2 separate regions of the Ovis aries genome follow, and region 1 is linked to region 2. The links are chromatin contacts, called in public Hi-C maps. All regions are on one chromosome and are shown on one strand. The core of a region is the stretch at or near the end of the contact, and the rest is flanking DNA. Distances in the headings are between cores, read along the strand shown. Region 1 overlaps KIRREL3 (kirre like nephrin family adhesion molecule 3). Region 2 holds the start of DCPS (decapping enzyme, scavenger).

The links. A called contact is a pair of places that touch in the nucleus more often than the background predicts.
Region 1: a contact with region 2 is called in a Hi-C map of hypothalamus, with 3 times the contacts expected there. The contact joins the enhancer-like site here to the promoter of DCPS in region 2. A contact is called at or near these places in 2 of 16 Hi-C or Micro-C datasets (hypothalamus and tail adipose tissue).

The regions. Positions count from the first base shown.
Region 1 is chr21:27,807,009-27,810,565 of ARS-UI_Ramb_v3.0, forward strand. The region is part of intron 1 of KIRREL3 (kirre like nephrin family adhesion molecule 3); the gene reads right to left. Among named protein-coding and RNA genes, the nearest start is that of KIRREL3, 12 kb to the right of the region's middle. Within about 2 kb of position 1,828, at least 11 of the 54 cell types and tissues checked have an H3K27ac peak or open chromatin away from gene starts, as enhancers often do. A contact at or near this core is called in hypothalamus, where this site is marked.
Region 2 is chr21:27,106,869-27,110,620 of ARS-UI_Ramb_v3.0, forward strand. DCPS (decapping enzyme, scavenger) reads left to right here and starts at 1,465. Exons shown (of 6, transcript XM_012101890.5): 1 at 1,465-1,692; 2 at 3,396-3,570. The coding sequence starts at 1,492. LOC114110110 (a long non-coding RNA gene) reads right to left here and starts at 1,710. Exons shown (of 4, transcript XR_009597829.1): 1 at 1,619-1,710.

The sequences.
Region 1 (3,557 bases), core at 578-3,077, 700 kb after region 2:
AATGTCCGTTTGCAATGCAAGAGACCTGGGCTTGGTCGCTGGGTTGGGAAGATCCCCTGGAGAAGGAAATGGCAACCCACTCCAGTATTCTTGCCTGGAGAACTCCATGGACAGAGGAGCCTGGTGGGCTACAGTCCGTGGTGGTATGACCTATGGGCAAGTTATGGAATCTAAGCCTCAGTAGTTCTCATCTGCAAATGGGTATGACAGTCCGGGCTTTTTGTCACATGGCTGAGAGGATTAAGTAGGTGAATGCAGGCCAACTCAACAAAGGACCTGGCCACAGGCCTCAGTATAGCCTTCCCATGGCTGGTTCCAGCTTAGGGCATCAATATTAGAGAAACACAAGGAGATTATGAGAAGTTTTGCTTCTTTTCTGTTCTCACCATTCCCCCTCTCTATGGAAGGGGCCCAGAAGGAAGACTATGTTTGTAAAAGGAGAAAGGGCATCAAGTGGCCAAATTGGGGGACAGCAAAGCAGAGGACCAAAGGCACATATCACCTTGCTGCAACACCTTTTCGTGTGGGGAAGAGAGCTACCTCTATTATTTTTTAGCAAATTCTCAAATTACACAGCTCTGCTTTTCCTCTCTGACCTGTGTTAGCATCCAATCTGCAGTTTCAAATGAGGTTTTGCAAACCTTATGCCAATGGTTTTCTTCTCTGACATGAGATGCTCACTGCCATGTGCCAGCGGAGCTGTTAGTAGAATGGACAGAGCATCCTACCTCATCCCAACCCCACTGCAACCTCTCCCACCCTCAGGAAGACAGGCAGTGAGGACTGGGCAGATGGCAGCTCTCCTGGCTCCTGAGAAAGCAGCGAGGGACGGTGGTGGTGACTCAGGTGTGGGAGGCTGCTCGGGCTTGAGCAAACCTCATCTAATCCCACTGGCAACTGAAACCTAATGGTCGGCCACGCAAGGTCTGACAATTTCAGGCAACATAAATGGCCAGTTCCACCAGCCCCTCAGGCTACACAGAGGAGACTGGTGAGGGATGCTCAAAAGATAACTTGTCATCCCACAGCCCACTATCTTAGTTTATGATGTATGTGGTTTGACCCGGAGCCTTTGGTCCATCCTGCTTGTAATTCTCAAAAGGCAAACAAGGCAGCTGCCTCCCCCTAGAAGATAAAGGAAGAGACCAGGAGTTCTTGGGACCAAGAGGACCCCTCCACTTCCCTCAGACAGAGCACAGGGCATCAGCTACCAGTGCCCACGTCAGGATTTGGTTACCCTGCCCAGAAAGACACACTTTCAAACAAGCAGCCATGGCTCGCAGCAATTTTTTAATGGTGACTGTTTCAGTCCAGAGGTAAAAACAGTGTGACTCCTCTTGAGCCTGCCCAGGAGATCAGGGATAATGAGGACTAATTTGAGCATGTTTGTTTGGCTTTTTCGGCAGCAGAGTGGAGCAGCAGCAGAAATACTGGCTCTTGGATCATTAAAGGGGCAAACACTTGAGAGGAGCATGGGCTCCCCTGGGGAGAAGCAGGATTCCTGGCTGCCAGCCGCCTGCCTGGGAGGACTAGCCCACCCATCACCCCCAGGACAGACCTCACTAGCTGAGAGCTCTCTCACTCCCTCTCTCTGTAGCTCTTCCAAGCCTCTTGAGCAGTTTTAACTGTGCCCACCTACCTCTTGCCATTTCACGCAGGCATGCATCCCCCTTAGCACTCTGCCCTCTTATCCATCAGAAAGAGGAGAAAGGAAGCGAGCCTCCTTGGGGAGCCTCTGCTCCCAGGAAAGTCTGCTCCTCCCTCCCATGCCCTCTGCCCACCCTCAGCTGCCCCAGCCCGGTGGCCCGGGGCAGAGAGGGGCCCTATTACCCTGGCCTGGGAGCCTCTCTTCCTGGTACTAAGGGATGGCCTTGGGCCGCCTGCTCTCAGCTCACTCTTGGGCTTTGCAAGCGCTGCTGCTGCCACCATCAGGCAGATGTAGGAACTGCATAGCTCACCTGGTTTTTAAGATCCCCAAACTTTCTATTTAATGTTCCAACAGCTCTTGACCAATGTGGTCCTAAGACAAACACAGGCCCTCTCCGCACCAGACACACGGACCCAGTGTCTTATGCAAGACAAAGGCTTCAGAGTCCAGCTCCCCAAAGAATGACACTTCCTGTGATCGTGGGGTAGACGCCAGCATCCTTAAGCAAGGCATAGAAAAGTGCGGGCCCTCGGACATAGAGAACAAAGCCACGGGGAGATTAATTGGCAGTTGTTCTCTCTCTGTGACCAGGGTACTGGGGCAGGGAAGGAAGGCGGTCGCTCCCTGTGCGGCACTGGGACGGGTCCCCAGGAGACAAGTCAAGTTCCTGTTCCCTGCACGCCTGCATGATGAGCCAGCCCGGCCCCATGCCACTCTGAAGCTGTCATAGCTCCCAGCATCGCCAAAGGTGACAGGTGGCCTGTCACACCGGAGCTGTGACACCTGTGACGCGTGCAGGCGGCTGACAGAGATGGGGACTGGCATGCAGGAGAGAACAGAAGGCCCGACTGTTTCTTGGGAGGGGTCAGTGGCTGCCAGAGGGTATTTCTCTTGGCAGTGTTCCTGGTGACCCGATGGCCATTCAAGGCCTTGCTGGGAGAGGAAGAGCTTCCTATGGGGCAAGACCATACTTTAAACTCTCAGGGTCTTTCCTCTGTCCTCTGTGGGGGCGTCTCAGCTTCTGCTCTGGTGTGTGGTGAAGTGGGGGTGTCAGAGGGACTGCTTTTTCTTTCTTTCACTTTTTCTCACATTCCATTTTTTTGGCCACACTCGTGGCATGCAGAACTTCCCTGACCAGGGATTGAACCTGCGCTTCCCTGCAGCGGAAGCATGGAGTCTTAACTGCTGGACTGCAAGGGAAGTCCATGCTTCAGTATTTCAATATTCATTCACCTCCTAAGTGCTGAGTAGTATGTGACACACAGGCTATAAAAGAAATGGAGGTTTTAATCAACCAGCTAAGAAAAGCACCTGCCTTGTGTTTGCTTTCGCTTTTGTCAAAACAGTCACAAAGGAGTTTCCTAGGTAGCATCTCCTTGGTTGCTATTCAGCCCAAAAGGCCAACCTATCATTTCTCCCTGGGAAGAGGGGACTGGAAACCTTGAATCCTCAAGGTAACACTGAAGGTCAGACAAAGGAAGGGATCAACTCAGGAAGAGTCTGGAGTAAAAACAAGGGAGAGAGCTGCAACTTGGGGTCACTGTTCAAAGGTTAGCTTCCCAATTTCCATAAGGAACCCCCAACGCCCTTCTCTGTGCCTGGGCAATGAGGACTCACACAGGTTCTAAGAACATGGCTCATCTCAGGCTCCAGCTTAGCAGCTTCTCCTGCATCCGTCCGTTTTGCTGATGTGGATCCACCAGCATCTTGAGATGCGCCAAGGCTTCTGGACCACACAGTCAGCTGGATGGGGAGCCAATGCAGTCATCAGCCGAACCGCTCCGAGGTTTATGACAGTAGATGACTCTCACTGCTATCACGGCGGTGAATGAAGCACCGCTTGCGGAAGGTCATATACACACACTAAATTATCATCATTGTCATCCTGACCACCGTAATTATGGCCACT
Region 2 (3,752 bases), core at 215-2,714:
GTCCAGTCCTGCCTGGGGACCAGCCAGCCTGTGAAGGTTGGTCAGGTGGTTACCTGTCTTCTTGATGAGTTTCACCTCCTTATCTAGGGAGTGGTTCTCCAGGAAGTCACAGATGTGGGGGTCTGCACGGGCAGAACCCGGCCATGCAGATCCAAAATGGCCTGCTCTAGGTTCGTCTCCAGGAGAAGGGCAGCTTCAATAGCGTCCTGGGTTTTACCCCCACTCCTCTTGAGACAGCTTCTGCACCTCCAGGAAGAGGGTGCAGCCGCTGCGCTGGCTTGGCATTTTCAAGAAATGCTTGAGGACCCTCGCGCTTCTCCTTGGACGATTTGCAAAAGAAGTGGCCCACACCCTCCAGAGCCACCATGCTGCAGTCCAAACAGAAGCCCAGAGAGAGGGAGGTGTAGAAGGCCCGCAGTGTAAGTGGCTGACCGCGGCCACCACCTCGGTGGCGTAACTCTGATCAATCTGGGAGCTCACGGTTGATCAGTAATAAGGAGTTAAGCTCCAAAAATGGTGCTGGCTGGTCCTGGTGATCGTGGACAGCTGAGTGACTGATTCTGAAGGCTGCCACTGGAAAAAAGATTGGAGGGTGGTGGGAGGCTGGAGCGAGGGCCATCCCTGGGTCTGTTCCGTCCAAGCACTGTTGAAGCAAGAGATGGATCTGCCAGACTGCAGAGGGAACTACAAGTTATTTTTAGATTATACTTTTTGTCTGTTACTGGTGAGCTTCCCTGGTGATTCTGCCTGCTAATGCAGGAGACATGGGTTTGATCCCTTGGTGGGAAAGATCCCCTGGAGAAGGGAATGGCTACCCACTCCAGTATTCTCGCCTAGAAAATCCCATGGACAGAGCCTGGAGGGCTACAGTCCATGGGGCTGCAAACAGTCGGACACAATGCAGCAACTAAACAACAACAAGAGGTGAAGACTAAAAACCTGGCTGAAATAGATTTTTCAGTTTGAATTCCTGGATCATGTAGGCAGTATGAATCTAAATTCTAAACCTGAATGGAAATTGACCTGTGATTACAAGTTTTCAGGATTTTTGTTTTTCCCCCTTCTCTCCAGAGCCAGATGTTGAGGCAGATAAGTTTCCTATTTTTTGTTTCCTCCAGTGGGACAGCTTTTAAAAAAATTTCTAGGTAGTTGGCCTTTCATTGAGGTGATGGCCCTTTACAGATGCTGCAGAGAAATTATAAATAGAATTTTTACACGGCAGTGTCTCTAGCTAGAGACCTACTGCCTTCTCTCTTCCCTCAGCACCGGCCTCCACGAGGGCGGGCCAGCACAAGGGGATCAAGGACAAGTAAACCCGAATTAAAACGCTGGATGGGAGCAGGTCCCAGGAATCTGAGCTCCTAGGCTCCTTAGCGCCGAAGAGCCCCCGGCTCTGGGCACGAAGCACGTCGGGAGTTGTAGTCGCCACCCCTGTCGGAGGAGGGAGCAGCTTGTGAGGTTTGCGCAGGCGCACACCTCCCGCCCGGCAGCATGGCGGAGCTAGCCTATCCTCAGAGCAAGAGAAAGCGCGAACTGGACGCCGAGGAGACGGAGGCATCCAGCACAGAGGGAGAGCAAGCGGGCGTTGGGAATGGGACTTCTGCCCCTGTCCGCTTACCTTTCTCCGGCTTTAGGGTGAAAAAAGTGCTGAGGGAGTCTGCGCGGGACAAAATCATTTTCCTGCACGGGAAGGTACCAATAGGCAGTTCTGGGGAGGGGATATGGAAGCGGGTGACCCAATCGTCGCCTCGGAGGCGGATTTTTTTTTTTTTTTTTTAATAGATTCTTCGGAAAATACCAATCGCTTTCCTGCGTCGGGGGAGGCAGAGTGTACTAAAATGCATCGGAGGGTTGGTTGGTGGAAGGGACAAGATTATCCGTGAAATTAACTAAGGGAATTAACACGCGTAGGGCTAAATTTCCTAATTCCTCTTTTACTAAAATAAAGAACTAACACCAGTAGAGTGTATTGCCGATTAAAAACCACATGTTGAAGTCCCTAAGCATTCATCGTTCATTCTTTGAACCTGTAAGATGCTAGTGAAAGTGAAAGTGTTAGCCGTTCAGTTCTGTCTGACTCTGCGACCCCATGGGCTGTATCCCACTAGGCTCCTCTCTCCAAGGGGTTCTCCGGGCAAGAATACTGGAGTGGGTTGCCATTCCCTTCTCCAGGGGATCTTCCCAACCCAGGGATGGAACCCACCTCTCCTACATTGCAGGCAGATTCTTTACTGTAAGGTGGTAATTCAGTTCAGTCACTCAGTGGTGTCAGACTCTTTGTGACCCCCATGGACTGCAGCTCACCAGGCTTCCCTGTCCATCACCAACTCCCAGAGCTTGCTCAAACTCATGTCCATGGAGTTGGTGATGCCATCCAACCATCTCATCCTCTGTCAGAAGCTAGTATATGTTGCTGGATGGTCTTGTTCATCCAGGCCCCAGGCAGTGACATAGAGACTGTGGGAGGTTTGATCCTTGCTCTACAGGACTCCACCCCAACAGGGGAGACAGTTTATTCAATTGCTGGTCCAATTCTACATGTCATGAGCTGACAGGCCAGCATTGATGAGAATTACCATCTTTGATCTCCAGGAATGCACAGTATCTTCCAGTAGGCAGACACCGCTGGCTCAAATACTATGTGCTCAGCTTTCTAGCAGGGACTCAGGAGAGACCAAAGACCACCCCAAGAACTAGTGAGGAGGCCGTCAGAGGGTTCTCCAGAACTCCTGGCAAGGGCTTTCCCTTTTGAGCTCGGGGGAACCTGAGGCATCTGAGCCCATCTCTGTGTCTCATTGGCCATGCGGGAGCCTAGTTCCCTGACTAGGGATGGAACCCATGCCTCCTGCATTGGAGGGCCGGAGTCTTAACTACTCGACCACCAGGGAAATCCCTGCATCTCTTGTGTTTTAGCAAGGTTCTGTCTGGTTCTCTGAGCCTACCTGTCTTCAGTCTGTGGTGCCTGCTGAAGATTTTAACCAAGAGAATCTTTGAGCTTGAAGCTAGTTGGGATACCCAAGAGATTCTACTTTCTGTTTCAACGTTGACTGTTTGTGTCACTTTGGGCAAGTCACTTAATCTTCTCTAGACCTCAGATTCTTCATCTGTAAAATGGGGAGAATTTGACAGAGGCCTTGTGAGCCTAAAAGAGAAGATAGCAGAGAAGCTTTGCATCTTTCAGAAGAAGGATGCCACAAGGATTTGGGCTGATGAGAAGACATCTTCTGTGGGAGAGGAAACATGAGTACCTTTGGCTAGACTTCCCCAGAAGGAAGACTGCAGGGAAGGAAACCCCGAGTGTTGGGATTGCAGAGGCCCTGGGAGTGTTTACGTTTGCTCTCCAGGCCGCCCCTGTGGTTCTGCCTCTGGGCCCACTGATGGTGTCTCCCCCACAGGTGAATGAGGCATCTGGGGACGAGGATGGGGAGGATGCTGTTGTGATCCTAGAGAAGACACCATTCCAGGTGGACCAGGTGGCCCAGCTCCTGAAGGGCAGTCCTGAGCTCCAGCTCCAGTTCTCCAATGATATCTACAGCACCTATCACCTGTTTCCTCCAAGGCAACTCAGTGGTAAGATGGGAGTGGAGGTGGCTGGCTGTGGGCAGAGTGCTGGTGGGGAAATAGGGGAACAATGACCACTCCACTACAGACTTACGTGTTCCAGTTTCAGTGGCCCCATGTGGAAGGATGAGGGGACGCTTGGCATTCTATGAAGACGTTTTTGGTTGTCAGAACTGGGGAGGTAGGGTGTT